Regions from separate parts of the Mus musculus genome. Here region 1 is linked to region 2. A link is a contact called in public HiChIP or PLAC-seq data. All regions are on one chromosome and are shown on one strand. Each heading gives the region's core, a stretch centred on a gene start, on an enhancer-like site or on the middle of the called end of the contact. The rest is flanking DNA. Distances are from core to core; before and after follow the strand shown.

What was found. HiChIP or PLAC-seq counts read pairs in DNA pulled down with a chosen protein or histone mark.
Region 1: a contact with region 2 is called in an H3K4me3 HiChIP or PLAC-seq map of embryonic basal ganglia, with 4 times the contacts expected there. The contact joins two enhancer-like sites. A contact is called at or near these places in 2 of 115 datasets of contacts at active chromatin or transcription factors (astrocytes and embryonic basal ganglia).

The regions. Positions count from the first base shown.
Region 1 is chr7:36,502,367-36,506,146 of GRCm38.p6, reverse strand. No RefSeq gene overlaps it. Among named protein-coding and RNA genes, the nearest start is that of Gm38992, 39 kb to the left of the region's middle. Within about 2 kb of position 1,431, at least 17 of the 459 cell types and tissues checked have an H3K27ac peak or open chromatin away from gene starts, as enhancers often do. A contact at or near this core is called in embryonic basal ganglia, where this site is marked.
Region 2 is chr7:36,132,153-36,136,049 of GRCm38.p6, reverse strand. No RefSeq gene overlaps it. Among named protein-coding and RNA genes, the nearest start is that of Gm36340, 20 kb to the left of the region's middle. Within about 2 kb of position 2,264, at least 31 of the 459 cell types and tissues checked have an H3K27ac peak or open chromatin away from gene starts, as enhancers often do. A contact at or near this core is called in embryonic basal ganglia, where this site is marked.

The sequences.
Region 1 (3,780 bases), core at 182-2,681, 370 kb before region 2:
CTCCTTTAGGGACCAGCTCCTGAGAGTGCCCTCTCCTAAGCTTGGGGATGGACCCAAAATCTAGCTCCAAGATCTATTCAGCTCCTCTGGTTGCCTAGCCTGGCTCAGCCCGTGTCAAGCACAGTGACACTCAGGACTGAGGGTGAGTAACAGAAAGACTCAGGTTTCCCTTTTCTTTCTTTCTTTTTTTTTATATATTGTTTATTATTAAGTATTTTCCTCAACTACATTTAGAATGCTATCCCAAAAGTCCCCCATACCCTCCCCCCCCTACTTCCCTACCCACCCATTCCCATTTTTTTGGTCCTGGCATTCCCCTGTACTGGGGCATATAAAGTTTGCGTGTCCAATGGGCCTCTCTTTCCAGTGATGGCCGACTAGGCCATCTTTTGATACATATGCAGCTAGAGTCAAGAGCTCCGGGGTACTGGTTAGTTCATAATGTTGTTGCACCTACAGGGTTGTAGATCTCTTTAGCTCCTTGGATACTTTCTCTAGCTCCTCCATTGGGGGCCCTGTGATCCATCCAATAGCTGACTGTGAGCATCCCTTTTCATTGGAGTCTGTGAACCTGACAAGGCAGCTCATTATCACGGGAAGATCCTGTCTGGAAATCTCACTCACTAAGGAAGTGAGTCAAGAAGCCAAGAAGTGAAGGCAGTGGTCTTAAACCCTATGGCTGCCAACCGAGGGTCTGTGTCTGTCTAGCTAGAATAGCTGTTCTGTATTGACCTTGCTCTGTCTCCCTTCTGCTTTTACTCCTTCTCCCGAGTTTGTCTCTCTCTCTCCTAATAGCCATTCTTCTTTCCTTGATCCCTTCTCCCCTCCCCTTCCCCTCGTCTTCTTTCCTTATTCTTAACATATACAAGCAGTGAATCCCAACAATCCTTGGGCTGGGGGGAAGGGGGAAGGAAGAGGTGGACAGGTGGCAGGGGGAAGAGAGAAGGGTGATGGGGGGAACTTCTTGGGAGACAAACTTCCAAACGGACCAGTGTTAAGTTACATGGTCTCTTGAGTCCTAGTTTTCTCTGGACTCCCAGGGGAGTGTCTGCTACATGTCACTCTGAGGAAACCCCAATGCACCTAGAATGGCCCTAGATGAGCCTCCTAGCAACCAACTCCCTCTAATTCTTCCCATGGCAGACTTCCAGGTCCCTAGAGAAAGTCTGCTCTTGCCCTGAACCAGTGGAACCCATGAAGAAGACATGCAAGTTAAGTGGAACCAGGTAAGTCACAAGGGCAGCCAAAAACCTCACAACCAAATCCATCTTTTCCTTGGGTTTGTGTGATGGCAGCCTCCATATCTGCACGCCGAAACCCTAGTAGTCCTCCACACCCAGATTTATCCTTGAAGTCCAGTACTACACATGGCCACACAGTGCAGCAGAGGCTCAGACACCAGCCATGTGCTGTCTGCAGATGCCCGTGTAGGAGGCGGGTGGGATGCTTGCCGCCCTTTGTCTACCTCAGTGATGAATGCTTGTTGACATGACTAAACAAAGGTATTATTAGCAGATTACATCGGAGAGGCTGGACCGCTTGGAAAGAGGGCAACAAGAGCCCTGGGCCTGCTCGACTCCCAATTACTCCACAAAAGCCTAAACCATCGGGTCAGGGATAAAAGCGAATAAATGTTTCTAAATTCTTATCTTAAACACACTTAAGCTTAAAGCTATTTAACTGGGGCTTTAAAAGCATGTGAGCTTCACGGAGCCCAGCTACCTGCCTCATTCTCTTTCTCTTATTTTTGCTTTTATCCTTTTAGTCTTGAAGAAGCCCTAATTAGAAGCTTGAACAGGGCTCTCTCTCTCTGCCCTTAAATCAGTAATTGGCTTCAGTGCAAAGACTGTCAGGAAATTAACACATCACAACATGACAGCTGTTAATTTTTTCTCCTTATTTGTCATGTGATTCACTGCTGATTTACCAGAGTGCATAACAAATTAGTGGGCTGTAATCAGAGGCCTCTCTCCTGCGAGCTGTACCATCTCCACCCCCCCACCCCGTCCTCCTTTCCAACCCCCCTCTTTTTCTCTCTCTCCCACCAAAGTCCATTACTTCACCGCTTCAGAGAGATGGCTGTTCCTAGGTGTGTCATTGTCAATAAATCAAAATAAGCAAATGCTAAAAGCGCAAGAAGCTCTTTAAACTTTGATGAAGGCTTTTAGTTACATTTTTAAACTTACACTCATAACTGGAATTTTTTTTTTTAAATTGTCACTCCCTGGTAGTGATAGACTGTCAGGTTTCCAGTCATTTCCTCATCCCGACATGCCAGGGAAGGTGGAATTTCCAAGTGTCATTTGCACAAGTGCTGGCTGAGATGAGGTGGAGGAGGTGTCAGGGAAGAGAAGGAGGGAGGCGAGCACTGTGGATTCTAACGGGGTCCGATGAAAAAGGTCTTGCTTTTCTGGGCAAGTGATATAGGGGAGAGATGGGCCAGAGAATAGGGAGATGCATAAGGGGAGAAGTCTAGGCATGAGGAAGTCCTGGGTTCTGGGGCATCCTCATAGCCAAGGCATCTAACTTGATCCTTTGCCCACTGATGGATCACATGAAAGAGTGCAAGCCTTTGTTTGAATGTCATCACAATGACAGCTGGGACCACCAAGGACAGTTGTGGATTCTGGAACTTTACCTCTAGCGCAGCCATGCAGATGTGCCATTGGTAGGTCTCATGCTTGGCATGATGCCCGCAGAAGGGAGTAAGCACAGGAAAGTACAGCAGTAAGGGGGCTTCCAGAGTGGGCTTCGGTGTCACACTCTGGTGAGAGAAGCAAATCTCTGCGCACCTGAGCTGTGCAGAGTCTATGTGGAGAATGATTTCTTTCTCACACAGAATCTTTCTGGACTGAGATGTGGCCTAGCTCATTTGGGTCCGAGAGAGTGAATGATAGCTTCATGTCGGGGGCACAGTCTCTTGGGTTCTGCCAGCATGTTCTCTGAGCTGTTATAGACATGCTGTAACTGAGAGTGAGACTATCAGGAGTAGCTCTCGCCATCCGTCTAACCACCTGCCCATCCATCTACTGATCCACTCACCCTCCATCTACCACCCACCTACCTACCCCATTCAGACAGCCCCCTATCCATATCCACTCACGGGCCCATCCATCCATCCACCTATCCACTCCTTCTTCACTTACCCATCAACCCACTTGTCTACTCGCCCATTCATCCTTGCATGCATGCATACAGGGTAAGTCCATCCCCTCATCCATCCATTCATTCACCAACACAACCACATACCTTCATCTACCTATCCATCCATCCATCTGTCTACCCATCCATCCATCCGTCTACCCATCCATCCATCTGTCTACCCATCCATCCATTAACTTATCCATTCACCTATCTTGCCACTTGTTCATTTATTCACCTTGATTTACTACCCAACCACCTATCCACACATTCTCCCAACTGTCTAATATACATCACTCCATTCACCCACCCACCTATCCATCCTTCAATCTATACATCACTCCATTCACACATCCATCCATCCATCCATCCATCCATCTATCCATCCATCCATCTATCCATCCATCAATGCATCTCATTATTCATCCATTAACACATCTCTCTATCATCAATGTGCTTTGTGTGTGGCTTCATGGCATAAAGCCAACACATGAACCAGACAGTGATGAGGAGAAGTAGATGGGTGCTGGAGAAATTGATTCAAGATAGGAAATCCTAGCATCAGAAATAAAGTCATTAGACCCATCCATTCCCCACTCTGAGAATTGTCTTTTGAGGGGATTGTGGAGGGAAAGTGGG
Region 2 (3,897 bases), core at 1,015-3,514:
GTCGGGAAGTGATAACTTTGGGCCGTTAAAAAAAAAAAAAAAAAAAAAAGAAAGCCAATAGCCTTGTTGACATGGACATGGGAACCTAACCCCTGAAGCCTCCTGGTATGACGCATTGATTTTCCTGTCCGTGTACAGTTCTAAAGCCATCCATTCTGCATGGTCAAGACTCCAAGGGCCAGCGAGAGAAGGGGGGAAAAATCTGATCTTGCCTGGTACCTCCAGGCAAAGCTGAGAAATAAATTCCATGTTTTGAGAGCTGATTTGTTCAAGCTATGTTTAAGGGAATATGACTGCATTAAAAAAGAGACAAAAAGATATTTTGTTGCCCTGACCCCCTTTTACCTGTGGACACCCATCTTTATGCCAAAACCTTCATACCATAGGCTGACTTAGAAAGGGTGTAGGATGTTGGGGGGGTGGGGAATAAGGACAGCTTTGGCAAGCAAGAAGTTTCTTTCTTTATGATGCCATTAAGCTGCCTGAAAATTCCTCAAATAATCCTGTTCTACCCACCTGCCATTTCTGAGTCCTGTGTGAGTATGAGTTTTATAGACACTCTTGCTCCTTGTTTTGGGGTTCCTTGAACCCTTGCAATGGCTCTGCTTGCTTTGAAATCCTTTTGGTCCACAGCTAAGCCAGGCCAAGTTGACCCTCCCTTCAGGTCTGCCTCTGAGGCATCCCAACCCACCCTCCCCACGAACAGGGGCAGCTGGGCACTACTAGATCCCAGAAGAGCCTTCTAGGATGGCCTGGCCTTCTCCAGGGGACCCCCAGGGTCCTCATCCATGCCATCCTGGTCTCTGTAACAACCCAAACTCCTGCCTGTTCTCGGCTGTGACAAGCAGGGAAGTTGGGTGAAGGAGAGAGAATCCGGGCTTTGGGGAAATTTGCTGAGATGCCGCCTGGGGATCCCGTGAGCAGCCAGTTTTACGTGCTCAGGACTTTCTGGAGCATTTAGCTATTTTAGCCGCAAATAAAGAAAGCTTTGGCATCGGTCAGGAGGCAGCCATCACAGAGGTGGGAGACTAGCGTTCGAATTGCACGTTTGCAGAGCCTTTCTTCGAAGTATTACATACATCATTTCCTGGTGCAGAGGAACACTGAGCTCAAAAAAATAAATAAATAAATAAAAAAGAGATCAAAAATTATAAAAATTTTCTGACCTAGACAGAACTAAAAGCTGAATGCAAACCCAGAAAACACTAAAATGAATTTCCTCACAAGATTTCTGTACACACCCAGCGTCAGCTTATCCCAAGTGTATACAGTGCAACACGATACCAGCAGGCAAGCACTCTAGTTAATGTCCTAAACCCAGTCACACAAAACATTCCTGCCAGATAACTGCATCTCACTCCTCTTATAGAAGAGTATTCTTAAATTAGGTTGGTGTGAATGTGTTTGTATATTTATTATTAAAATACTTACTGTTCTGCCTTTTGAAGTCGATGGACAAATGATTTAGGAGTGGAAATAGACGAGAAACAAAATTAATGCAAATAATGTGTTGATTTTTTTTTTTAGCTTGATTAGCCAAGCCAATGGAAAATTCTAGAAAACGTATACAATTATTTTAACTGTCACAGGCTGGCAATTGTAATTGACATGATTTGTACGAGATGCAGTGTAATAACTGAATATATTAAAAAAAAATCTCATGCCTTGATTACCAGGAGAACATTACTAGTGCCAGGATATTATTAACAGCACAATTATTGTGGCATCCTTAGGATACGCTGTTAGCACTTCAATGCATTAGTGAACCTTTGCTAACGAAGAAAAAATTAAAGTACAGCAAATTTCAAAGCACCAGTTGTACCCAATATCATTAAAAATTTATAAAACTTCCTCTGAACATGACAAGTGTTTGGTTTAAATGAAGATCAGCCACAAGGAGAGAGCAGAAATCCTGATACTCTTTGTCTCCGTCCTCACCCTCCCTCTCTCCCTCTCCCGGTTCTCCCAGACCTCCCCAGCCGGCACCACCTCAATCCAGCTGAAATATGTAACCATTACAGAGTGACAGCTTGACACACAATGACCCGTCAGAACATTCATCTCACAATGTTTTATTTTAGTGAGGAGCCAAACTGCAGAAAAAAAAGTAAGCAAGTTGTTTCAAGGCTTGGAAGGAGATCAAACATTTCTGGCATGCCCACTTACCAGACCTTTGATTTACAATGGACTTGTCAGAGCCCGATTAGACAGTGTGTGCTTAAAAACCTACAGAGGCTTCTCAATTGCCCCAGCACACCACCATCTCCCCCATGGAGAGCGCCCCTTTGTTCCCAGGTCCCGCAAATGCTGGCTACAGCATGGAAGCATGCACCCTTGCAAGGGAGCCAGGGAATAAACCCAACCCAGTTAAGCGGCTGCAATGAAATCTCTTTTGCCAAGGAAGGGGTGAGGGGTGAGGGAGAGGAGAGAGAGGGGCCCATGCAAGATGAGTTCTACCCACCCGTTTCTGTCTTTACCTCTTCCCTCCAAATCAAAAGTTATCATCTTTCCCAGGAAAGCCATACTGAGTGATTGCTACCATTGGTGGGGCGAGCTTTCACAACTTTATTCAAATGGAAACAGCTTTATTTAAAAAAAAAAAAGAAAGAAAGAAAGAAAAAAAAGAAAAGAAAAAAAAAGAATTGGACCAAAAGTGCAGGTGTTTAAAATATGTTCACGGTATTACGATTTTTGCTAGTAATTACAACTAGGAAATAGCTGGAAATATATTGTTTCAATTTGTATGGAGAACAATTGCAGAGCCTGCGCACTCCGCATGATCTGTGCCTGGCTGGCATCGGAATGTGTAATTCCTTAACCCTATATGGAGGCCCAGGCCTCGCCGGGGCAAATTATGAATCCATGTGTTTGGAGGGCCAGAGTAGTAAATTCAGTTTCTTGTGTATCCATTACAATGCGATCCGACATGTGTGATTTATGGAATATTAAGTTAATACAGTATTATGAAATTAGCTTAATGCACTAAAGCTGTAATTTTAAAGTGAAAAACAATACAACGGGGCGTAAACAATATCAACATTAGCATTTCATGAAAGCTGAAACCAATTCACTCAAAATGTGTCTGGAGAGTCACAGATTTACCTCTTCTGCCAGGGACCAAGGCTCATAGGACTTTGAGACCTCAGGACCACATCTCTAGAGGCCAACCCCCTCTCCCTCTAACTGAACTTGGCTAGGGCAGCCATGGGTATTAACCAGGGCAGCTGCCCCTCAGGGAATCTGCCAGGACTGTGCAGGCCAAGGAGGAAGGGCCTCCTGCTCCTAAACACATACACACACACACACTCACACACACACACACACACACACACACACACACACACCTCCTAAGCAGAGCCCAGGGAGAGACAGCTGGGACACCAGATGCAACTGAGGGTACTTGAAGTCCCCAGCTCGGAATGAATGACACTCTAAGGTCAGGCAAATCTTGTTGAGTCCAGACAAAAAACAAATCTAGTCAAGTTGTTCTCAGATCCTTTGAGAAAAAAAATCTTAACCGGTATCAGGCAGAGACTTGTGACATGACAACGTAGCAAAATGGTCGGTTCTATGACGTTCGGCCCCCACAGTCCACATGCCCAGCATGCCTCCTGCAGACCAGCCCAAGATTCACAGGAGAGCTGAACGGCAGAGTAGTGGGCTGGCAATCATAGTGGAGGGTGTTGGTGTTAATCAAACGCAGGGTCTTCCTGTCCCTGATCTTCTTGTCCACCCCCTGCTTCCTAGCACCAAGGATCCTCTGGGACTGAGGAACAGCAGGCACAAAGAAGGCCTGGTATTTGTGATGCCAAGTGCATTCTGGGGCAAAGGCAAAAGAGGAGCCGAAGAGCCTTACCACACCGTCCTTAGCTTTCACCTGCACTAGCCAAATGCATC